Regions from separate parts of the Mus musculus genome. Here regions 1, 2, 4, 5 and 6 are each linked to region 3. A link is a contact called in public Hi-C, HiChIP or PLAC-seq and promoter capture Hi-C data. All regions are on one chromosome and are shown on one strand. The core of a region is the stretch at or near the end of the contact, and the rest is flanking DNA. Distances in the headings are between cores, read along the strand shown. Region 1 holds the start of Msrb1 (methionine sulfoxide reductase B1). Region 2 holds the start of Ggnbp1 (gametogenetin binding protein 1). Region 3 holds the start of Haghl (hydroxyacylglutathione hydrolase-like). Region 4 holds the start of Syngap1 (synaptic Ras GTPase activating protein 1 homolog (rat)). Region 5 holds the start of Tsc2 (TSC complex subunit 2). Region 6 holds the start of Zbtb9 (zinc finger and BTB domain containing 9).

What was found. Promoter capture Hi-C pulls out the DNA fragments that hold promoters and counts their contacts. A called contact is a pair of places that touch in the nucleus more often than the background predicts. HiChIP or PLAC-seq counts read pairs in DNA pulled down with a chosen protein or histone mark. Capture Hi-C pulls out chosen DNA fragments and counts their contacts.
Region 1: a promoter capture Hi-C map of pre-B cells shows a contact between it and region 3, with 4 times the contacts expected there. The contact joins the promoter of Msrb1 here to the promoter of Haghl in region 3. A contact is called at or near these places in 10 of 39 promoter capture datasets (the 3T3-L1 cell line, the HPC-7 cell line, embryonic stem cells and 5 more), 2 of 484 Hi-C or Micro-C datasets (B cells and pro-B cells), 7 of 115 datasets of contacts at active chromatin or transcription factors (T-cell acute lymphoblastic leukemia, astrocytes, embryonic limb bud and 3 more) and 3 of 9 other capture datasets (adipose tissue, liver and macrophages).
Region 2: a promoter capture Hi-C map of pancreatic islet shows a contact between it and region 3. The contact joins the promoter of Ggnbp1 here to the promoter of Haghl in region 3. A contact is called at or near these places in 2 of 39 promoter capture datasets (the SN4741 cell line and liver) and 1 of 9 other capture datasets (pancreatic islet).
Region 4: a contact with region 3 is called in a Hi-C map of B cells, with 8 read pairs. The contact joins the promoter of Syngap1 here to the promoter of Haghl in region 3. A contact is called at or near these places in 2 of 39 promoter capture datasets (liver and pre-B cells) and 1 of 484 Hi-C or Micro-C datasets (B cells).
Region 5: a contact with region 3 is called in a promoter capture Hi-C map of hippocampal neurons, with 2.7 times the contacts expected there. The contact joins the promoter of Tsc2 here to the promoter of Haghl in region 3. A contact is called at or near these places in 3 of 39 promoter capture datasets (hippocampal neurons, liver and pre-B cells).
Region 6: a contact with region 3 is called in a FOXA1 HiChIP or PLAC-seq map of pancreatic cancer cells. The contact joins the promoter of Zbtb9 here to the promoter of Haghl in region 3. A contact is called at or near these places in 5 of 39 promoter capture datasets (erythroid cells, hippocampal neurons, liver and 2 more), 1 of 115 datasets of contacts at active chromatin or transcription factors (pancreatic cancer cells) and 1 of 9 other capture datasets (adipose tissue).

The regions. Positions count from the first base shown.
Region 1 is chr17:24,735,200-24,738,676 of GRCm38.p6, forward strand. It overlaps Msrb1 (methionine sulfoxide reductase B1), which reads left to right and starts at 1,394. Exons shown (of 5, transcript NM_013759.3): 1 at 1,394-1,563. The coding sequence starts at 1,509. Rpl3l (ribosomal protein L3-like) reads left to right here. Exons shown (of 10, transcript NM_001163945.2): 8 at 218-313; 9 at 523-642; 10 at 801-944. The coding sequence ends at 857.
Region 2 is chr17:27,027,718-27,031,745 of GRCm38.p6, forward strand. Ggnbp1 (gametogenetin binding protein 1) reads left to right here and starts at 1,542. Exons shown (of 6, transcript NM_027544.2): 1 at 1,542-2,229; 2 at 2,959-3,083. The coding sequence starts at 1,742. Bak1 (BCL2-antagonist/killer 1) reads right to left here and starts at 910. Exons shown (of 6, transcript NM_007523.3): 1 at 694-910.
Region 3 is chr17:25,783,536-25,787,010 of GRCm38.p6, forward strand. It overlaps Haghl (hydroxyacylglutathione hydrolase-like), which reads right to left and starts at 2,051. Exons shown (of 9, transcript NM_001271433.1): 1 at 1,893-2,051; 2 at 1,469-1,659; 3 at 1,126-1,190; 4 at 920-1,037; 5 at 725-833; 6 at 540-643; 7 at 250-351; 8 at 1-47. The coding sequence starts at 1,573. It overlaps Ccdc78 (coiled-coil domain containing 78), which reads left to right and starts at 3,045. Exons shown (of 13, transcript NM_001165929.1): 1 at 3,045-3,170; 2 at 3,327-3,443. The coding sequence starts at 3,081.
Region 4 is chr17:26,938,945-26,942,830 of GRCm38.p6, forward strand. It overlaps Syngap1 (synaptic Ras GTPase activating protein 1 homolog (rat)), which reads left to right and starts at 2,306. Exons shown (of 19, transcript NM_001281491.2): 1 at 2,306-2,574. The coding sequence starts at 2,508. It overlaps Cuta (cutA divalent cation tolerance homolog), which reads right to left and starts at 594. Exons shown (of 7, transcript NM_026307.3): 1 at 507-594; 2 at 373-424; 3 at 1-148. The coding sequence starts at 414.
Region 5 is chr17:24,630,250-24,633,975 of GRCm38.p6, forward strand. Tsc2 (TSC complex subunit 2) reads right to left here and starts at 2,378. Exons shown (of 42, transcript NM_001286713.1): 1 at 2,289-2,378; 2 at 1,696-1,862; 3 at 664-750. The coding sequence starts at 1,833. Nthl1 (nth (endonuclease III)-like 1 (E.coli)) reads left to right here and starts at 2,433. Exons shown (of 6, transcript NM_008743.2): 1 at 2,433-2,605; 2 at 3,678-3,726. The coding sequence starts at 2,503.
Region 6 is chr17:26,971,315-26,974,798 of GRCm38.p6, forward strand. It overlaps Zbtb9 (zinc finger and BTB domain containing 9), which reads left to right and starts at 1,865. Exons shown (of 2, transcript NM_001005916.2): 1 at 1,865-2,000; 2 at 2,242-3,484. The coding sequence starts at 2,309. It overlaps Syngap1 (synaptic Ras GTPase activating protein 1 homolog (rat)), which reads left to right. Exons shown (of 19, transcript NM_001281491.2): 19 at 1-1,120.

The DNA of each region.
Region 1 (3,477 bases), core at 144-2,643, 1.0 Mb before region 3:
CTGAGCATCAGTGTGCCCACAAAAAGGCATATTGTTAAATGAGATGACACAGGAAAGATACTTAGTATTCAGTTGAGATGTTACTGCCCCCTGAGGAGTGACCCAGTGGGAAGGTATTGTCCCTGCACCCTGGGGTCTGCGCATAGGGCTCCCTCCCACTACAGCCTCCTAACTTGGCTGCCCTGTTCCTGGCTTGGTGTGGTCTGTCTCCCTGTAGGGTGGCTTCCCCCACTATGGGGAAGTGAACAATGACTTCATCATGTTAAAGGGCTGCATTGCAGGTACCAAGAAGCGAGTGATCACTCTGAGAAAGGTCAGTGCTGCTTGGCAAGCTGGGGAGTGGACTCCAGTGGCCTGTTCTGTCCTTTAGCGTGCTCTGTGGTGGGTTGTGTGGTGGGAGAGTAAAGGAAGGGGGTCTGGCAAGAGCGAGGGATTGACTGAGTCCTCCTTGGTGTGAACTGGAGGTCACAGGAGGAGTCGGGGCCCTCTGTCCTTGACATCTCTTCTCTCTTGGATACCCAGTCCCTTCTGGTGCACCACAGCCGCAGGGCCCTGGAGAATATTGAGCTCAAGTTCATTGACACCACTTCTAAGTTTGGCCACGGATGTTTTCAGACAGCGCAGGAGAAGAGGGCCTTCATGGTGAGCTAGTCCCACTTGTTCCAGAGAGGAACTAGAAGAAGGGGCCTTTTTAGCAAACCAGTAGAGCAGGCCCTAGGTGGCCCTGGCACTGGCCGTAGGTAGTATTTCTTGACTGACTCTCCTGACTAACTCTCATCTTGTCTCCTCACCTTAACCAGGGTCCCCAAAAGAAACATCTGGAGAAAGAGAAGCCGGAGACCTTGGGAAACATGTAAGATGTCTGGAATGGAGCACACCTGGGATGTAGCACTCTTGCTATCTGTCCGGTCCTTTTTGTTCAATAAAGTCCTGAGGCAACTCTCTCTGTCTGTCTCTGTGTGTCTGTCTCTCTTCCACATTCCCTGGGAGGCTTGATGTAGATCTTAAGCCTGGGTCGGAGGTTGGGTGATCCCAGACGCGGGCGCAAGGTTTAGCGCCAGATAAGAGGGCTATAGATACAGCTGGGTAGATGCGCCTCCACGCCAGTTGCACAATGGTATTAGTAGTAGCTACCATTGGCTAGTACCAATGTTTATAGCCTAGCCGCTGTACTGGAGCTTAGCATAGGTTTGGCCTTCATCTTAACAGCTAAGCTTCCTGGGAGCGGCTCCCTGGGCGGGGCCTTCTAGAGGCGGAAGTAAGGACGTGATCTCTGGGTAAACTTGGCTGGATGGGTGGGGTTTAGGGCCTATGGGAGGAGAGACTCCTTGAGGGCGGGGCTGCTAGGAGGCGGCCGTGGGGAATCCAAGAGTGACTGGTCCCCTCTAGGGGCGGGGCTTATGGCGAATCGGAAAGTGATTGGTTATTGGGACTGGGTCGGGTTTGAGTCCAGATCTTAGGGTTTTACCCGGACCTGGCTGGGAGCTTTTGCCTGTCCCGTCGCGACCATGTCGTTCTGCAGCTTCTTCGGAGGCGAGGTTTTCCAGAATCACTTCGAGCCAGGTACACCCCGTGGCATTAAAGCATACATTGCCTCCTGGGGAGCTGTGGAGTTCCCGAACCGGGACTGGGCTAGTGTGGTTGCCGAGGAGAAGCGAGCCTGGGAAAAAAGAACTTGGAGGAGGGGAGCTGGGTGGCCAGGGCATTCTGGAGCAGGAGGACTTGAGAGGAGAAGGGACATTCCGGTAGACTCTGTTCTCGAGGGGGACAGGCCTTGAACTTCAAATGTAGATCTCTCTGGGGGATTCTCTGGGCCAGATGCGTAAGGGTGATGCCACCGGATGGTGTCAGAGTGGTCTGAACTTTAGAGCGGAATGATGGTGGTATGTGGTCCAAGGTCAGTGTTGGAATTTGCCCTGACAATGTACCCCCTCGCCCACCCCACCCCCCCGCCTGCAACCCCTGATTTGCTTGGATGAGCGGACAAGCTCTGCACTTGCTGTTCAATCCGGAATGTGCTGTCCCAGATGTCTCTCCGTCCTCTGCGTTGGTTGTCAATGGGTTCTTGCCAGCATAAATGAAGTTTGACCAGTACTGTGAGAGACGTTGCTTGGCTCCCTTCTTGCTGGGTTCTGCTGATCTGGACTAATTTGGTAAAAACTATGGCACTGGCGTTCCAGGGGCAGGATCTGTTTGTTAGATGTCAGTCCTCTAGAGGGCAGGGCTGTGACAATGGGCACCTCTATAAGCCAGTTGTTGTAATACAGGGTTGCTGGGAAGAGACCTCCCTTGAATTCTTTTTGGCTACAACACTCCAGTTGCCCTCAGGCTACCCTGGCAAGCTAGACACTCACTCAGTTTTGCTTCCTCTCCAGTTCCTGATACAGGTTGAAAGAACAGTTCAGACTCCAGGGTGTCTGTCCTCAAGTGGTGGGTGACCGATGATTCAGTACCCTGCAGGTTCCCATTTTTAAGTCTTTCAAACAGTTATGTAATTCAGTTTTGCAACCATCCTTACCCCTTCCACTCATGTGATCTTTTGGGGACAGGTTGAAACCTTTCTTCCCAGCTGCTGTTTTCTGGGGTTCCCTATTTGGCTTGGAAGACTGTCCTCTAGGGCCAGTCTGTTCCTAAGACCGGAGCTGATATCCATGGTATCCAAGACTGTTGACTAGCAGAGATGCCCACTTGAGAAAGAGGACCAAGTGGTTACACTGGCAGTTAGGAGCCCTACTGTGTGGAGCTTGTCTAAGGGTAAAGGGAGGCCACTATCCGACTTCTGGGAGTTTTCTCTTGGCCACGTACTGTATTGTGTGTCTGCAGCACTGGCTTCCATTGTCTTGTCTGTAAGTGAAAATGTTATCTAGGTGTGGTGGTTCATTTGTAATGCCAGGGGATAGGAGGCTCAGGCAGAAGGATTGCCTGAAATTTGAGGTCAGCCTGGATTACATAGTTTCAGGCTAGCCTGAACTACAGTGTAAAACTTGGCCTAGTTTACTTCTCTGTTGTGATAAAAACACTGATCAAAACCCATCTGGGGAGGAAGGAGTTCATTTCAGTTGACAAGTTACTGTCCACCATTGAGGGAAACCAAGGTAAGAACCTGGAGGCAGGAACTGAGCAGAGACTGTTTACTGGTTTGCTACTCTAGTTTGCTTGGCTACCTTTATTAAACAGCCTAGATCCACTGGCTCAGGAATGGCACCGCCCACAGTGAGGTGGGCCCTCCCACATCAATCATTAACCAAGAAAATGTTCCAGTGGGTGGTGATGCTACACGCCTTTAGTTCCAGTACTTGGGATGCAGGGGCAGGTGGATGTCTGGGTTCGAGGCCTGCCTGGTTTACAGAGCTAGTTCCAGGACAGCCATACACAAAGAAACCCGGTCTCAGAAAAGCAAACAAGGGCTGGAGAGATGGCTCAGCAGTTAAGGGCACTGACTGCTCTTCCAAAGGTCCTGAGTTCAAATCCTAGCAA
Region 2 (4,028 bases), core at 292-2,791, 1.2 Mb after region 3:
GCAGACAGACCCTCCTCTTGCCATCCCTGAGAGCCAGGCCTCATCAAGACAACCCTCTGCTGGGCATAGTCTACCCAACGGCTCCTTCCGGGATAGGGTGCTCTTCCTGGTACCTTGTAATCCCAGGCCAGCAGGGCCAGGGGACGCTGACTTCATCCACATCTCTCTCTCTCAAAATAATAATAGTAATAATAACACCACCCTGGAGGCTTACTGTTAGAGAGCAGGAAGAGTCTCAGAAAAGCCCTCCACAGCCAGTGCTGCCCTGGCCCACCTGGCCCCCATCCAAGTCGCCTTGACTTCCCATTATGTCCACTGGCTGGGCCCAGGATGCATGTTCCTCACAACCGACCACTAGGCTGTACCTAGAATCATTCTGGGGGAGGACTGTCCGTGTCCTGGTACAGCAGGGAGTATCAACCGTATAATTTCTGTCTCTGTTCATGACCTTGACCCTCCCCTCCTTCCACATAAAAGTCCAGGGCCACCAGAACCGGGCAGGAAGGGGCGCTTCTGATGTATAGCCAGAGGCCCTGTGTGAACCATGCCTGCAGCTTCCCTTTCAGAACCTCCCAGGGAAGCCACATCAAGGCCTCCCTCCTCACCGGGTTGCCGATGGAGGTTTCTGCCCCACCCTGGGCCAGAATTGCCCAGGATTAGGACGGTGGGATTTGGCACTGGCTGCCCGTGTACCTGAATGACTCTGCTCCAGATGTGGGATGGCTCAGCCGTGCAAAGACGAAGACCCCGAAGGGCTTGCTGGCTGCTTCCAGGGGCCAAGGTTTCAGGCCTGACTGGCAGGAACTGGTATCAGTGGATTCATGGTGCTGGATGCCGCCTCGGGTTGCCTCTTGGCCCAGGAAACCTCGCGACTTTGTGACCATAGAGGAGGTCCCAGCTCCCGGCAATGACCAGCTCCCTCTAGAGGAAGTTCTCGGTGGCCGCCGGATGCAGGCGCTCAGGGAGGCTGCTGCTTAGGGGAAGGTCCTCGGCCGGGCTTGGAAGCAGCTACAGCCTCCCCTGCCTGCCCTGTCCCAGCCAAGGGGAAAAGCGTTCTGTTTTCTGCCTTTCCTGTCTCTGATTCCCGGGCCTCCTCTTCCATCTTCTCCCTCTAGTGAAAAGCAAACCACAGACAACAACAAAAACCAGGATGAGCTGACCTGCAGTCCCAGCGTTCAAGAGGCTGAAGCAGGAGGATCATGAAATAGAGGCCAGCCTGTGCTACTAACACCCTAAAAGAGAGGAGGAGGAGGGGGAAGGGGAGGAAGAAGAGGAGGAGGAGGGGCAGCTCAGAATTTGTGCTGTCCTAGATCCCTGCAGCCTGGCAGCTGCAGGGACTGATCTCAAACCCAGAGTAAACAGGAGTTTATGGATAGACAGGAGCATATGATGTCCTGTTCTCAGCGTGTGCACCCTCCTCCCCCCCCCCCCCGGCCGCCCTATCTGCCTTCAGCCAGGCTTCCACAGCCTGTGGGTGCTGTTGTGTTATGTCTCACCATCCCTCAATCTCCAGCCTTCCTCTGAGACCTGCTGAGCTGGACCCTGGCTAGCTCCCTCTACCCCTCTACCCGCTTTCCTTCCAGTAGACCCCCCCCCACCAGCCTCCAGTTATAGCCTCCCCCCACCCCCACCTCCTCTTTGCCTTCTAGAACTTCTGGAAGTTTCCAACTGGAGGTTTCTGCTAGCAGTTGGTCCTGGGCTGGCTGCCATGGCTTCTCCCTGAGTCGGGGTCCCACTCAGGATGGCAGCCCCGGCGCGGACCCCTCGGTCACGGATCTTAGGCTGCTCCTCCATGCTGCGCTTTCTCCGAAACCTGGTGGGGAGTAAGGGCGGTTCTAAGAGCACTAACAAGCCCCTGACCAGGAGCCAGCCCAGCTCCTCATGGGAGCAAGATGTTGTCTCCCCAATGATGGGCCACCAGGGAGGTCGTGGGAGGAAGGAGCCCCGGGCCAAGGTCCACTCTGCAGCTTCCTCTAATGGGAAGAGGGAGCCCCCGCCCAGGGTTCTCTCTGCAGCTCCCTCCAACCCGAGGCATGATGCCTTTGAGCTGGGCACTGGGGACTCAGGGTCCCAGACCCTCACCTCCAAGGATGTCCCGAAGCTAAGGGCCCAGGGTGTTGAGGTAACATCAGTTCCTCTCAGAGGAACCTGGGAGGTTCTGGAGCAGCTACCTGAGAAGAAAGGAGAGGAGGAGGAGCCAGTAGGGGAGGTCTCCGGGGCCTCAGACAGGTGAGGGGCTGGTGCTGCTGGTGCTAGGGCTGGTGGGGTAGCCTGATCTAGCTAGAACAGAAGGAGGATGCAGGCATGAGGGCCATGACTAGAAGCCCACAGCTGTAATGGGCTGGGGTAAGGGGTCCTGAATAGTGAAAGCCATGAGGGACAGTTAAGGGTCCCAAGGGAGGGAGGGTCAGCAAACAGGGCTGTGTGAGGAGTGGCTGGGAACTGAGGTGTGGCTTCAGAGTGGAGTACCGCCTGCCTAGCACGGTCCAGGCCTGGGTTTAGTCCCCAGCACAACAAAACACATTGGTGGCACACATCTTTCATCCCAGCACTCAGGAGGCAGAGGCAGGCAGATCTCTGCATTTGAGGCCAGCCTGGTCTACAGCTAGGGCCACACCGAGGGGTATCTTGTCTTGAAAAAACAAAGAACAACCAAAGAAAATATCCTAGAGGCTAGGAAGGGTGCACTAGAGTCTGGACAGAAGTACGCTGAAGTAGGCTCTGCTCCAGCCTGTACCCCTACTTTCCTGCCTGGCTTTCTCTCCCACTGGTCTTAGCAGCAGTTCCCTGTCTGGAAGGTGCCTAGCTCCCCACATCCTATGTCCCCCAGAGGTGGTAGGGAAACCCCTCTGTTAGCTATCCCAGGGAACAGAGCAGGTCCGTGGAGAGACTCAAGGTAGAGTCAGGCCACATTTGTGGGTGTCCCCTGACCCCACCTGACTGTGGCTTTGGGTTTAGGGAGCATTTTGGCCAGGCCCTGGAGACAGAACAAGGATGCTTACAGTGGGTTCCGGGACCACTGGCGCTCACCCCTGGGGCCTTCATCAAGGAGGAAGAGGATGAACACTGCCCAATTGAGTTTGGTAAGGATGCAGGTGGGAGGGGCAGAGGGGAGGGGAGCAGAAATGGATGCCTCTCCTCTAAGACTTCTGGGGGTGGGGGTGGGGCAGGAGCCCAGCAGGGCATGAGGCAGAATCTGAGGTTGGAACCCCACTTGCTCCACGCCGTGTCATGTGACAGAGGAGCATTGCTGGGTATCTCTGCCTACTCTCCTCACCCATAAAATGGACATGGGCAACAAGGGCCTCTGAGGCATCTAAAGATCAGTGAGGTATCAAGGGCTAGATGAAGGCTGAGCACACAGTAGGGCCTGGTACACAGTAGGCACCGTGCTGCGACTCATTCTAATCCCAGCACTTAAAGGGGCCCAAGAGAACTGAGTTCAAGCCTAGCCCAGCTTCTTCAAGGTGCTGTGCTGCAGGATATTTGATCACACCATGAACCCCAAGATTGTTTTATTTACTGAGCTTTAAAAAAACCTGGTTCTGGTTGTGGTGTGACTCAGTTGTAGCACACATCTTTAATCCCTCTGGCTGGGATACAGACAACACCTTAGTACATACCTTTACTCCCTCTGAGTGCAATACAGACATATCCTCAGCACAGGCCTTTACTCCCAAACAGTGAAGGTAAAGTGAGTTTGTAGAAGGAAGCAGCCATGTTTGAAAGTGATGTCTCATTGAGTGGCAGACAAAGTGATGAATCAGAGAAAGATTTGACAGAATGGGATCTGCCCAACTCAGAGAAGAGAGAAGAAAGGGAAGCTACTTGAGGGGCAGTGGAGAGAGAGAAGGAGGCATTTTTAACTGGGAGAGTTGTGCAGAGACAGGTTGAAGAGAGAACAAGCCAGACTGAAGTGAAGACAGACAGACAGACAGACAGACAGACCAGAGAATGAGAAGGAACCGGAAGATTAGAACAGATGGCCATATTTTGAGCCCAGGAAGAAAGAAGTCAGAGGCTGAGAG
Region 3 (3,475 bases), core at 801-3,300:
TCGCCCAGCGTCGAAGGCACAGTAGGAATATCCTCGTCATCCCTCTCCTGCAAAGCACAGAAGAACCAACGGCCACGGGGAGGTTACGGCACAGCAGGGCAACCCCCAGGCCCAGCCAGCTGAAGTCAGCAGAAGCCTCATTCTGACTCCCCAGAGATTCCCTTTCTAACTGACCCCAAACTTCAGGAAGGCTACTTCCGTCCCCCCCCCTTCCCCCTCTCCCACCCAACTGGCAATGGATGGATGCACCTGGGCCCAGGACAGCTTAGCTTGCACGTGTTCGTTGCAGGGCTCCACTTTCTGTGCAAACTCAAGATTGCTCAGCGTATGCTCATGACCACAGAACACCTTCTGCAAAGAGAGGGAGCCCAGTGAACACACATTTGTCCCAGGCCAAAGAGGAGCCAGGCACTCCTGCCCCTGACCCACCCAGGCCCACACCACCTTTACCAAAGCAGGACAGGTACAAAGGCATGGGTTAAATATCTGAAGGAAGTCCAGTGCCAAGCAAGTGGACCCCACAGGAAGCGAAGGCTCACCGTCTCGGGTGGAAGGGTACCCAGAGTCTTGGCCAAGCTCTGGTACATCTGCTGGGCAGTGTCCTCCAGGTGCCAGCCACAGCCTGCCACTGACAGAGCATCCCCTAGGGAGCAGAGAGGGTCAGATGGGGGTAGGGAGGGCACAGTGGAATTGGGTAGGTAGATGAATCCAGGCTGCACGGTACCAGAGAAGAGGGCTGGTGAGTCCGGGCAGTCATCCTCCCACAGGAAGTAGCTCATGTGGCCAGAGGTGTGGCCTGGCGTCAAGAGGCATCGCACGTGGATGGCCCCAAACTGTGATGGTGAGGCATTAGACCTGTGAGGGCCACTGGGCAGGACCGGACCAGGCCCCTCCCCACCCCTTCTGCGTACATGCTCACCTGAAGCCCTTCTCCATGTTCCAGCCTTCGGGTTAGAGCGCAAATGCGCTCATCTGCTCCCAAGACAGCCAATCCTGGCAGAATGTGTGCCAGCTCCGCATTTCCACGTGTGTGGTCCCTGTGAAAGTGTGGTAGACTGACTGGTCAAGTCAGCGTGCTAATGGAAGAGTCTGCTTTAGGGCTCAGCACACACCCTCTTTACTTACCAGTGATGATGGGTGGACAGCACCATGGTCAGAGACACTCCCTCGCGACCCGCAATCTCCAGCAACTGGGAAGAATTAAGTTAAGAGTGCTGCAGACGTCCAGGTGGGCCACCCACCCCATACTTGCGCACTAGTGCAGATACTTAATTCCATAGGCAGGCCCTGGACCCAGGGCAGCAAAGGTTAGGGGAGAGATCGGGCAGACAATTACAATAACTGGGGAACTTCAAACATCAAAGTAGTCATACTTCAGGGGATCCCAAAGATAATATATCAAATGACTTGAAAAATAAGGGGGTCCGGTCTGCTCCGGGAGTCCCCTGATGGCATCCTTTGTCCTCACCCTCTCGGCCACAGCCACGTCTATAGCTACGGCCTCCCGCGTGTGTTCCTCAATGATCAGGTACATGTAGTTGTCTTCAAGTACCGGGATGACTTTGACCTTCATGGTCGCAGACCTCAGCCAGTCTGCACTTTTTCAACCTAGTGAATCCCTTCTCCTGAGTTGCACGAGCCGGGTCAGCCACACACACACTGGGAGCACAAAGGAAGAGTTGCTCCACTTTCCAGAGGAACTGCTTCAGTTCCAAGCTCCAAGACTCAGGGGCTGCCTGCCCTGCTCACCTCAGACCCTGCCCATTGTCCCAGCTTCAACTTCCCCAAAAGCTACACTGCAATGCGGATTCCTTCCAGCTCCGCTCCTGGTACAGTAGGCCCCGCCTTCCTCAGCAGACCCCGCCTCTCTTAACTGCACTAGGATACCAGACCTGGGTGGACCTCGTTCCCTGCTGTTCCCCTCACTCGCACAAGAGCCGCCGATCTAGTCCTGGAGTGTGGCCGCTGCCCACCGCGACATCACCACTTCCCTGTCGCGATCCTGAAAGAGTACTGCGGAGACCTGATGGACGACGGCTGGAACTGCGCATGCGCAGAAGGGACCTCACGCACCGGTTGAGCACAGTGGCACAGTGCGCATGCTCCAATTCAACCTCAGGCAAGAGCACCTCCTAAAGTTAGCCTTTCTGGTTTCCAGGCTGAGCTAGCTCCCGCGGTCCACTACCCATGATTATGCCCACTTCTCACAGAGGGTGATGGTGTGTGTCCAGCTCGTTCTCTTGTTAGTGTGAGTTCAACTGACACAGGAAGATATAGAGTGATTCTCAACCTATGGGTCAAGACACCTAAAAAAGTGAAAGGGATTGGGGCTGGAGAGATGGCTCAGCGATTAAGAGCACTGACTGCTCTTCCAGAGGTCTTTGAGGTCAGAAACCACATGGTAGCTCACAGCCATCTGTAATGAAATCTGATGCCTTCTTCTGATGTATCTGAAGATAGCTAGTGTACTTATATATAATAAATAAGTCTTTAAAAAAAAAACTGGGGGGTTGGGGATTTATCTCAGTTGTAGGGCGCTTGCTCCTAGCAAGCGCAAGGCCCTGGGTTCAGTCCTCAGCGCTGGAAAAAAAAAAAATTGGGAGGGATTGCTTAAGACCATTGGAAAACACAGATACTTACATTACATTTCACAACAGTATCAAAATTACAATTTGAAATAGCAATGAAAAAAATTTTATGGTTGGAGGCCTCCACATGAGGAACTGTATTAAAGGGTCTCAGCATTAGGAAGGTTGAGAACACCACTGGAAATAGTTACAAATCCCTAAGGGACAACATCCTTATATGGCATCCCATATAAAGACAAATAGTGTCTGCAACTGCAGATACAGGTTTGGCCGCTGTCATGCACTCCTTGATCCAGCCGGCCTGCAAGAAAGAGAGCTCTTGTCTGTTTTTGCCATGAGGAGAAAGGATGCCATTTGTGGATACCACTCTTCCTAACCACTACACTGCCTTGCCCTTCCGTGTAGGCAGGAGAGGTAGTCTCTAAGATCAACAGAGGCCTTGGCAACACTGACAACACTTCCAGCAAGAGTCAGGAAGCAAGCCACTATCAGATGGATCAGAGGCCAGAACTTCTTTCCTCTATGGAGTATGTGGCATCTCCAGACCCCAAGCCAGGGGTCCCACTTCGAGTTGCAGAGAACGTGAGTCCTCCCAAGACACTGATGTTTTCTTGGAGTCCTTCCTTTTCTTAAATGACTGGAAGGGATTAAGTCCCTGGATCCTGTGTCTGTTCCTGCCCAGGGAAGGGGCTGTCCTGGCTCAGGAGGCCTAGGTGTGGTGTGGTGGTACCTTCTCAGGTTGCTCCAGGAGCTGAGGACTGGCTGCCAAGTGCTTCTGGGCACCTAGCCTGGGCCACTAGCCTGGAGACAGAGCATCAGACACATCTGGAGCTGAGTGAAGAACAGCGGTTGCAGGTGGATGTGATGTAGGGCTGTAGGGTTGTGGT
Region 4 (3,886 bases), core at 1,056-3,555, 1.2 Mb after region 3:
CTGGAACGTAGCCGGAGCCCGAGGCCGGAGGGGGCTGGGACGGAGGGCTTCCAGAAGCCATTGACAGCAGAGCTCGGGGTAGCAACAGAAGGCGGGAAGCCACCGGCAGTAGCGCTGGCATCCAAAGAAACGACAGGAGCAGAGTGGCCTGGAGCAGGGGGGAGGGCGGATTCAGTGTCCCCACAACTGCCCCAGGAAATTGCACCTGGGCTGCCTTCTGGGGCAGACACCAAGCCTCTGCGCTGCCTTTTCTGCACCAGGAAGAAAAAAAAAAATGTCCCTGAAACTTAAAAGAAACTTGGGACAGCTCCTCTGTTCCGCTGCAGAAGCTGGGTGAGACTTCGAGACCGGAAAAGGCGGGGCCAGACTCACCCCTCCGCCGAGCAAGACGCCGGGCGCCCGCCCCCAGTTCATGCAGCCCGCGCTGGTAGAGAAAAGAAGAAATCAATGGCCGCTCATTGCACGGACGAAGGACCCCGAGCCCCGGCGGAGCGGCCGCCTCTTACCTGCAGTAGCCACGTGACGCGAAAACAGTGTGCACCACGTGACAGGAGCAGCCCTGCCTTCCCGGAGTCTCCAGACCTGGCCAATCCCGGCCCTCAAGTGGCCCGGTAGCCCCGCCCTCTTAAGTGGGCGTGGCGTCGAGCCCTCCGACCAATCGGCAGCTTTATCTGAGGTCGTGCGCCCCAGCGGCCCGCCCATTTCCGTGAATCCTCAACCGGTTGCTGGCAGGGGAACGCCGCTGCGGCGACCCGCCGTCACGTGATGAGGCCTGTCCTTTCAGGCGGCGCCGCCTCAGGAGCAGCGAGCGGAGGCCAATTGCTGGCCGGCCTCGCGGTCCACGTGACGTGAGACCTGGCGACCCGCGCTGTCGCTGCGTCAGGCTGGGGCCGGGGAGTTGTCCTGAGCTCCGGAGTGTGCCTAGTAACAGCCCCCCTCCCTCCCCGCGCTGACAGGCAGCCTTGGGTGGGGACAGTTCCCCCCACCCCCCGCCACCGCCCTTGCGTTAGCACCGAGCTGAGAAGCCAGCTGTCCCTGGGTAGGGGGCAGTGATCAGGCAGGCTCAGACCTGGCACTGCCGTGGCTGGGAGAGGAAAGACACCTTTTCAAAGCACTGGGTGACACCTGTAAATGGGCTAGTGGGTGATGGAAGATACCCAGAGCCCAAAGCTTCGGACAGAGGCTGACAAATGAGTGGAGAGGAGAAATGAGAGTTGCAAGTTAGAGTTCAGAGTGTGACCCTGTTCTTTCCCCCTTGCTGACTCTTCTCCCCAGGACTGGCCCACCTCTCGGTCTTGGGTCTCCTTACCTTCATCCATTCCCCCAAGGAACCAGGACCTGCCCTACATAACCTCCCTGGAGCCTAAACACATCCAGTGACCCAAAAATGGAGAGGGGACCAGTGAGAGGACAGAGAAGAGGGTGGAGACAGCAGGAAAAAGGGCCCTGCCGCCCAAATATTAGCCCTCCCTCCAAGGTCTGGGGTCCTTGGCATGGGTGGCTCCTGTTAGGCTTCTGCATTTTCTTGAGTTGGGGGGGGGGTTCTCAGAGATCCTTGTGTGTGTAGGTGAGGGGTTGGGGGTCCAATATTTGGGTCCTGTGGGGGTGGGGGTCCAATATTTGGGCCCTTCCTAGGGTCTGGGTTACCTGGGGAGTTGTTTCAGGAAATTGAACCTCGCAATCGGTCACTAACTCACATCTTTCAGATGTAATGTATTTTAGATCTCTATGTGGTCATCTTCATCTTTGGGTCAGCCGAATGTCTCCTCCTTCATCCCCAAGTTTGCAGTTTCTTTGAGATACGAATGTGGGGTTTCTTACCTCTAGCTAGATTCTAAAATTTAATTCTGGCCTGGGGCACTTTCTAATATTGGCTTCATCTTTTTCTTTGGGTCTAGGTCTCTGTTTTGGGTCTCCCAAACTACAAGTCCAGGGTTCGAATAAGATTAACATGGGTCTGGAGAACCTTGCTGACACTAGAGTCTCATATTCTGGTCCCTGACTCCTTTCTTTAATTTAGGGGGTGGGGTCTGAGCTCAGAGGTCTCTTTCCTTCTAGATTTGGATCTGTGAGACCCAATTTGTTGAGTATGGAGGTGGGGGGGGGGTGAGGTGGTGAGTATCTTTCTCTGGGTCTGGGGTCTGTCTGAGGGTCTTGGGTCAGCTTCTACGGGACTTCCCTGGTGTGTATGAGTCAGGGGTCCCTCGTTCTCTCCTTTTCCGGGTCTCCCTGGGTAGGGGTGGGGGCTGCAGTCTCTCCCTCCTCCTCCTGCTCTCTCTTCTCTAGCTCGCTTCCCCCGCCCCCCCTCTCTCTGCTGCCGCTGCTGCCGTTGGCTCTTATTCTCCTCCTCCTCCTCCTCTCTCCTCCTCTCTGCTCCTCTCCGCTCCTCTCTCCTCCTCTCTCCTCCTCCTCCTCCTCCTCCACCTCCTCCTTCTCCCCCTTTCTCTCCCCCTCTTTCTCTCTTCTTTTTCTCCCCCCGTCCCCCCGCCCCCTCCCCCTCAGGCCTGATGAGCAGGTCTCGAGCCTCCATCCATCGGGGGAGCATCCCCGCGATGTCCTATGCCCCCTTCAGAGGTACGGTGGTGGTAAGGGGAGGGGAGGGCCAAATGGGGGGGCAAGAGGGGGAGGGGCAGCGGGCGGGGGAGGGCCGGGGCCACCGAGGGGAAGGAGCGGCTGAAATGGAGGGAGAGGGGAGGGTCGGGAAGGCAGAGGTGGGAACAGTGGGAAAGGAGGGATTAGAGGCATAGGGGTAGGATAGAGGGGCTGGGACACGGGCCTTTTCAAGGGGGCTGAGGGGAAGATGATGGAGGGGAAAGCGCGTCAGAAAGGGATGAGAAGGGAGGACTGAGTTTGGGGAAAGGCTGCAGAAATGGTTTGGATTTGGGAGCAGAGTGAGGAAGAAATTACCAAGGAAGTAGAGGCATGGTCTTGGGAGAGGGTAGGGGGGAAATGAAAACACAGGCGGCATGAGAGACCAAGAAGGTGGGAAGGGAATTTGGTGAGGGGCTCAGGGTGGTAGGACTTAGGAAAAGAGAGGAGGATGGAGGGAGGGAAGGGGCCAGATGGAGAAAGAAGGTGGCAGTGGGGGGGTGTGGGGGGTCCAGATGGAGGGAAGAGAGGAGAGAGAAAAAGGATTGGGGGAGGGGACACCAGAGAAGGGGGAGGATCAAGTGGTTTTTTTTTTTTTGGTTTGGGGGGGGGGATGCAAGTAAGATTGAGGGGTGGGGACAAGGGCCAGATAAAAATCCTGAGGGTAACTGGCCCTCATTAGGACTCTGGAGAAGTGAGATGCAATCCCTGAGTCTCATTTGCTTTCTTAATCGCTTTGACCCCTTCCCCCACCCCACCTCTTCTTTCCAGTCCCCCTCCCTGCCTCTGCTGTCCATCACTTATATCTTTCCCCCCATATGGTGTCCGTTTCTTATATGAGTCCCCCTTCTGTTCTTCCCCTGTATTGGTCCCTATCTCATATCTCTTCTCTTTCCCTCCCTCTCTTCTAATAACTACCTTAATACACCACTGCTGCTCCTGGGCCCCGTGTCTCAGATCCCCTGACAGGTCTCTCTCACTCCCTCTGCCCCATGTTGGCTGAAACCTTCTGGTCCATTCCCTTGCCCTAGGCAAGCAACCACCATCTTTACCATCTTCCTTTTCTCTTAGGTTCACGCTGTTACTTGTCCCTCAGCTCACCCTCTGTTTCCTATCCCACTTCCCATCTTGTCACATGGTCTGTGCTTATTTCCTCTTATTCCCCAACCTGGTGATTCCTCTCTTCTTGTCCCCTCTGCTTCCTGGGGTGATAGAGATTGGGGGGGGGGGTTACCAAAACACAGGTTTTGATCGTTGGAACAGGGCTCTAAGGAATTCCCCCATCTTGGACCCTTGT
Region 5 (3,726 bases), core at 1,128-3,627, 1.2 Mb before region 3:
TGGAACCCTAAACAGGCATCTGCCCCAGACACCCACTCCAAGGTGTTCCTGTGTGAGTGAGCCCCGACTAAATGTTCCAGATCTGCTCGCTCGGAAGCCAGGTGGCAGCGACAGCGCACGCCTCTAATCCCAGCACTGGAAACACAGGCACGGGATTCTGAATCTAAGGCCAGCCTGGTCTACATGGTAAGTCCCTGTCTCAACCACCACCACGACAAAGAGGATAAGCAGACGTACATAGCCATAAGCTTTTCCAGGAATTCAGGGAAAGCTCATTTCTTTTGCTACCACCAAGGTAAGTCTCTCAGGTTGCACTTAGGGCATTTCTAGAAGCTTCCACATCATTAAGATGAAAGCTAAATTTCTCTAAAATGGTAAAAACTGCCTCATCACAAAGCTAGCTTTCTGGGCTATGCCTATAGTCCTGATCTACACTGAAGAGGCTGAGGAAGGAAGACCACATCAAGTTCACAGCGTATCAGCCTGAACCACACAGTCAATACCAGGCCAGTCAGGGCTACACAGCACATCTCAAAAACAAGAAAAGACAGCTCAAGGCAGCAGCCGCAGACTGGAGATTCTCTAGAGCCTGCAGTGGGCATGACTCTCTACAGCCTGCAGTGGGCATGCACTACTCCAGCAGTGCAGCTGAGGCAAACCCACCTCCTCAAGCTTCTTAGTTTTTGCCACATCACAGATCTGCCCTATCATTCGGATGCGATTGTTGAGGCCGCATTCACCACTCAGTTCCTAGAGAAGAGAAAAGAGGAAAAGGGCTGAGCTTTTAAAAAGAGGTCTTCTTACCCACTGGCCATAAACCACCTAACGTTGTTCTGCATTTCCCCTGTAAACCAATGGGGTTTCTTTCCTCTCTCTGTTTTTTTTTCTCTCTCTCTCTCCCTCCCTCGCTCCATCCCTTCCTCTGTCTCTCCAGCGTTTCTCTGTGTATCTCTGGCTGTACTGAACTTCCCCAGTGCTGGGCAGGATTAGCAGCATACACCAACCACCACCATCACCCAGCATTTTGTTTTGTTGTGTTTGGTTTGGTTTTTTAAGGCTGGATCTCGAGGCTGGTGAGATAGCTCAGTGGTTAAGAGCACTGACTGCTCTTCCAGAGGTCCTGAGTTCAATTCCCAGTAACCACATGGTGGCTCACAACCATCTGTGATGGGATCTGATGCCCTCTTCTGGTGTGTCATCTACAGTGTGTGTGTGTGTGTGTGTGTGTGTGTGTGTGTGTGTGTGTGTGTGTGTGTATGTTAAATAAATAAATCTTTTTTTAAAAGTTCCTAAAAAGAAAGGGTGGATCTCCAATTTAAAAAAGGAAACGAACATCTTTGAGGAGAGGAGGACCCAGTCTCACTACTGTAGCTCAGGTGGGTTACAATTATGTTGCCTCCAACTTCATAATCCTATCTCCTCTGCCTCTCACGTGCTGAGAGAGTACAGGGCATCTATCTACCATAACACTAAACAAAATAAGTTTTCATACAACACCTAACTTCTAAGGCAAGTGTGCTAAAGCAGGACACCAAGATCCTGAGGACAGGCATATATCTGTCTCCACAGTACTGGGGACAGCAGCCCTATGCAGATGGTTACCAGCAACCCATCTCCCACAGAACCCAATGACAGACAAACCCAGCCTTCCTAGCCTTTGTGCTGGGCTAGCCAAGACATTGGCCACTCACTCACTCTCAAGATTTCCGATGTGATGATAAACTCAGTCTGTTTGCCTTCTGCACACCTGGGATTTGGCCTCGATGTTCCCAATCCCAACAGTATCTTGAACTTCTCCTTCAAGCCGGAATCTTTGCTTGTTGGTTTGGCCATGGTGGGCAGGGCAGTACTAGAGAACTGCTCTGTGTAGAAATAAACATATTATTTGATACACCCCAGGAAAGGTTCTCCCTTCTGCCCTCGAGGCGAACCTCCAGAATCCTAGGTCAAGGGTAGGCAATAACCTGTCCTTCCTACAGCCTCTGGGGCAACTCAACTCCATGCAGGAGGAACTCAGCCACAAATCAACTCCGGAGGTATAGGCTTACTCTAGCGACCCGCCTGTTGATTGCCATTAGTTCTCCCTAGGTTAAGGAGGAGCTGTCGCGTGAATAGATGCAGAGGCCCGCTCACATTCGCAATGGAGGGCTTGAAGCGCTAGGACTTGTCAGCGGTGGGAGCGGCGGAGGATTGGAATCAGAACGACCAATTCCCCTCACCCCATCGCGACGCGACCACACAAACCATCGCAACCCGCCCCAGCAGTCAGAGCCTCCAGGGCTACTCACCCCGCGCGCGCCTTTCGCGCGCAGGTCCTCCTGCACCCAGGGAAGGGCGCACACCCCCGGCCCAGGGCAGCTGCCGGAAGCGCAACCCGTACTTCCGGGGGCGAGGCTTTGCTGACTATTTGCGTTGAGCTCTCTGGGAATTGTAGTTTCGCGTGCGCGTTGAGCAAGTGGTGGGATCGCGGGGCTGCTCGGAGGAGTAGTTTACAGCCCAGGCATGAACTCAGGGGTGCGGATGGTGACTCGCAGTCGGAGCCGCGCGACTAGGATCGCGTCGGAAGGGTGTAGGGAGGAGCTCGCCCCGCGAGAGGCTGCTGCAGGTAGCTCTGCGCCTGCAGGCGTTTTGGAGGAAAGGAGGAACGTGGAACTTTGGCTCCAGGCTTGCGTCCCGGGCCGCAGCATCTGACCTAAACTCTAGGCGCCGCGGAGTAGGCAGCTGCCTTGAATCTTGAATTGAAGCTACGCTTAAATCTCACGTGGCCCCACTTCTAGCTTCTTCCAAGGGTCTGGGACCCGCAGGGTCTGCAGGGTCCGTAAGACTGGGTTCTGGATGTATTCATCCACCCTTATCGCCAGTGAAAAGTTTTAGTCCAACCAGCCTAGCTTAGGACATTCACTTGCTCCAGGCTGTCCGTGGGACACAGCTCTGTTCTCAGAGCTGCCTCCCTCTCTTGTAGGGCCAGGCTGTGTGCCAAGAACACACCCAGCTAGAAGTCTTCTCTCCCAGCTGGACGGTGGTTCTGAAAGAAAACAGGCCCAGAGAGAAAACAGGAAAGGGCATGGCACTCATTGTGTTTGTCCTGTAGCCATTAAGGGCCTACTATGTGCCAACTAGTGGTACTCAGGGAGTAATTATCAGCCCGTCCCCGCCTGGGACTTAGACATAAGTGGCTAGAGCAGGAGTGTGCGTAGGCAGCAATGGTCTCCCAGAATCGGTTCAGTAGTAGAGATCCGCTGGGATCCAGGCTGAGGCTTGGCAAGGGCCAAGGGCCACAGAAAGTGTTGATACTGTTAAGGCAGCAAATGTTTTATAGTAGTAGAGTTTGGAGCTCATCCTAAATGCAACGATTTCTGAAAGGGGAGTTGCACTGTCCAGTTTGGGTGTGAAGAGAGAGGTTCTCTTGAATGTAACTCAAAGGACTTGGGACAAAGGAGAGAGGTTATATTATCCTAGAGGCTGTTACTAGTGTCGGTGTGCTAACAGGCACTTTGTCAGACTGTCATGTACTGTTGTGACAAGGGCAGAGCACAGCACTTCTGTACACATCGTGGTAGATAATGGACAGTTAGTTGCACAAACAAGTGTGGGGATGTGGATTGGCAGGTAAGCAGCACCCTTCCCCCACCCTCATATAAAACCCACTCCAAAGACTGAATGGCACTTTTTTGCAGAAGGAAGAAAAAGCCACAGGCCCGTGAGACATCCACGGAGAACACAGAA
Region 6 (3,484 bases), core at 615-3,114, 1.2 Mb after region 3:
ATCTGCTCTTGGCTGGTCCCAGAGCGGGGTGAGGGGGCTTATGCCCCCCCCTCCCCCAGTGTGTTGGGTGGGGTGGAATTGAGGTTTGGATGAGGGGGTTAGGGTATAGGAGGCCATGTGTGTTGGGTTGTGGAGGGACAGACTAGCTGATCTGCCCTACCCTGACATGCAGCCAGCCCTCTACCCCTTCCCTCTCTTGTCTCTACTCCCATGGGGAGGGGGGAACTTACTCTAGGAAAAGCCATGTCTCTCTCCCCCAGGATGGGGGGACCTGTGTTGGAGGATGGGTGTTTGGGGGCCCCCTTACATGACTCTGTCCCCTGGGGGAGGTAGGACAGGGCTGGGCTTCCCTCTCACCCTCACCCTCACCCAGTCTCCCTCCCTCCCGCCAGCTCCATGCTTTTTCGGTGTTTTTCTGTACATAGCTCTCTGGCGGTATAGGGGAGGTAGGATGGATGGGGTTTGGGGTGGGTAGGCCATGGAAGGGGAGAAACCCCTCCCGGGTACCCCCTCTTCTCTGACTGCTGCCCCCTACCCAGCCTTGTCTCTTCACTCCTTGCGTTTGGTATTGAGAATTCTTCCCAGACTCCAGACTCGATCTTTCTTTTGTATGGACAGCTCTCCTTCGGTCTAACCCTCTACATACACCCACCCAGCCGGGGCCAAATTTATACTTATATAAAAGTTGTAAATATGTGAAATTTTATCCCATGCCCTTTCCTCTGCTTTCCCCATCAGGCCTTACCCTTGAACCTCCTCCCTCCTCTTTGGCTGTTGTAATTATCTGGGGTTTGTACTGTACATAATTGGGGAGGGGGGCTGGGAGGCGACCCCTCTGTACAGAGCTTCCTGGCTCCCTAGCCCCACCCCTCACTTCCCTCCCCACCCACCACCTTAAGAGTAGGGAGAAGATCTTCTTACTCTTTTTTTTTTTTTTTTTTTTTGCTGTTTGTTTACTCGTTCTCCTTCCTGCCCCTGCTCCCAGACTCTTGGTCCCCCACCACTGCCCCCCCTTTTCTCCCACTCCCAGGCCCATTTCCTTTTTTTTTTTTTCTTTTCTTTTCTGGAGTGTGTGGTGAAACAGAAAAATCATGTTTAATAAACGGAGATTGTTCTTTTATCACTGGGCTGACTTTTATTTATTTTTGGATTTTCAAGACAGAGAGTCTCCTTGTGTGGCTCTGGCTGGCCTGGAACTCTGTAGACCAGGGTGGCCTTGATTGAACTCAAGAGATCTGCCTGCCCCTGCCTCCAAAGTGCTGGGACTAAGTGCTGCCTCCCCCGGCGTTGGGCCGACTTTTTAGCCCGGGGTCTCCAGAACGACCTGAAGGGTGACAGGGACTACTTTTGGAAAGAACAGTCCTCTTACATTACACACTATACCACCCAGTCAGGAGAACAATATATACCGCAGGGTCTTCCTGGTGAAACTCACACTCCCGCTCTCTCTCCGCCGCAGCACTGGACTCGCTTTAGCGCCCCAAAGACTCCAAGTGCAGGGTCTGTGCAAGACCCTCTTGACTTAGGGCTTAATTGTGAGGACGCTCCTCTGCGAAATGGAGGAAAGGACCCAGGTCCTCAGCAAGCGTGCGCTCCAGACTTCAGACCCGGTTGTCCCGCGTGCACGCGGAGGGCAGCAGCACCTACCTCGCGCGGCGGGACGAGGGAAGCAAGCCTTACTGCGGAGCCCGTGGCTCCCCTCACTGCTACTCCAGAACTGAGGGAACCGCCTTCCACTTCCGCCGCCCTCCCCAAGCCCCGGCCCTCCGTCCGCACAGCCAATGAGGAGACGGCTTGTAGGCTGCCGCTCTCCCATTGGCTGCAGAACTGGTCCCGCCCTCCGTGCCTGGCCGCATTGGCGTCCGGCGGAACTGCGGTAGCTTCCGGCCGGCCAGGCGCACTGGCGGTTGAGGTGCTCCGACGCGGTCGCGCGTGCGGTGGGGGCGTGTCGGTGGGACGTCGCGGGGCCGGAGCTCACTGAGCCGGCCGGAGCGAGCACGGTGAGGAGGGGCGAGCGGTGGCGGAGGGCGACCGGAGCCGGCGAGGTGGGGCGCCATCCCTTCCCTCCTTAGCTTCCGCTGGGCCTGGAGGTGTAAACCCTGGTGTTTTGTTGGGTTTCCTGGTGGGCGGAACTAATATACAGAAGCTTGTCACCGAAGAGTTTTCAAGGGTCGGTGGCGAGCGGCTTGAGACAGGTCTCATACCCCGAACTTGTGTGACCCCAGTCTCTTTCCTCCGCAGCCTTCACCCCGTATAGAACCCTGCACTGCCCGACTCCCCGGGATTTATTTCTCTTCCCGAGGTAGCCATGGATGCTTCGACTCCTTTGCCTCCCGCATCCTCATCTCCGAGATGCAACCCAGCCCCACAGACAATCCACATTGAGTTCCCTCATCATAGCTCTTCGCTGCTGGAATCCCTGAACCGCCACAGGCTGGAGGGAAAGTTCTGTGATGTGTCCCTCCTGGTTCAGGGCAGGGAACTTAGGGCTCACAAAGCAGTGTTGGCTGCTGCCTCTCCTTACTTCCATGACAAGCTGCTTTTGGGGGATGCGCCCCGACTGACTTTACCGAATGTCATCGAGGCCGATGCGTTCGAGGGACTGCTTCAGCTCATTTATTCAGGAAGCCTCCACCTGCCGCTGGATGCCCTCCCTGCCCATCTCCTTGTAGCCAGCGGCCTTCAGATGTGGCAAGTGGTAGATCGGTGCTCAGAGATTCTTCGAGAACTAGAAACGTCTGGTGGGATTTCAGCCGGTGGAAGAGCCTCCAGCCTCACACTTATTTCCACAACATCTTCAGGAGGCTGGTGCATTCGCTCTTCCCCTTTCCAGAACCCAGTACGCTCCTCTGCTTCTACAGAGAATTCTGTTCTCCCTGAGAGCCCCGCTGGAGGGGAGGGGAGTGAACTAGAAGGAATGTTACAGATTCAGGTGAAAGTAGAGGAGGAAGAGGAGCAGGGGTCAGCAGCTCCACTCTTTCAGACTCCTCAGCCGGAGAGAGTGTCGGGAGGGGTTTCCCAAGCTTGTGGATCCCACCCATTGCCTACACCTGCTCTTCCCAGCAAGCCTTCAGAGGATGAGAGCTCAACAGTAGATCCTCCTGCCCCTCCTGTACAAGCTTCCCAAATCTTATATGTGAATCAGGAAAACGTTGAGTGTAAGGAGGAGATAGCAAGAGGCACAAAGGAAAAGACCAAAGTACTATCTGGAGAGGACTCTGAGGAGAAGGAGGAGCTGAGATACTTGCTGTCCTCAGGAGGAGGGGAATCGTCTGGGGCAGGAGATCCATCGTGGAAACCAGTGGATCTTCATGGGAATGAAATCCTGTCAGGGGATGGAGGACCTGGAGGAACAGGGCAGGCTATGCATGGGCCTGTGAAGCTAGGAGGGACACCCCCTGCAGATGGGAAGTGCTTTGCTTGCTTGTGTGGAAAACGGTTTGCAGTAAAGCCGAAACGAGACCGACACATCATGTTGACGTTC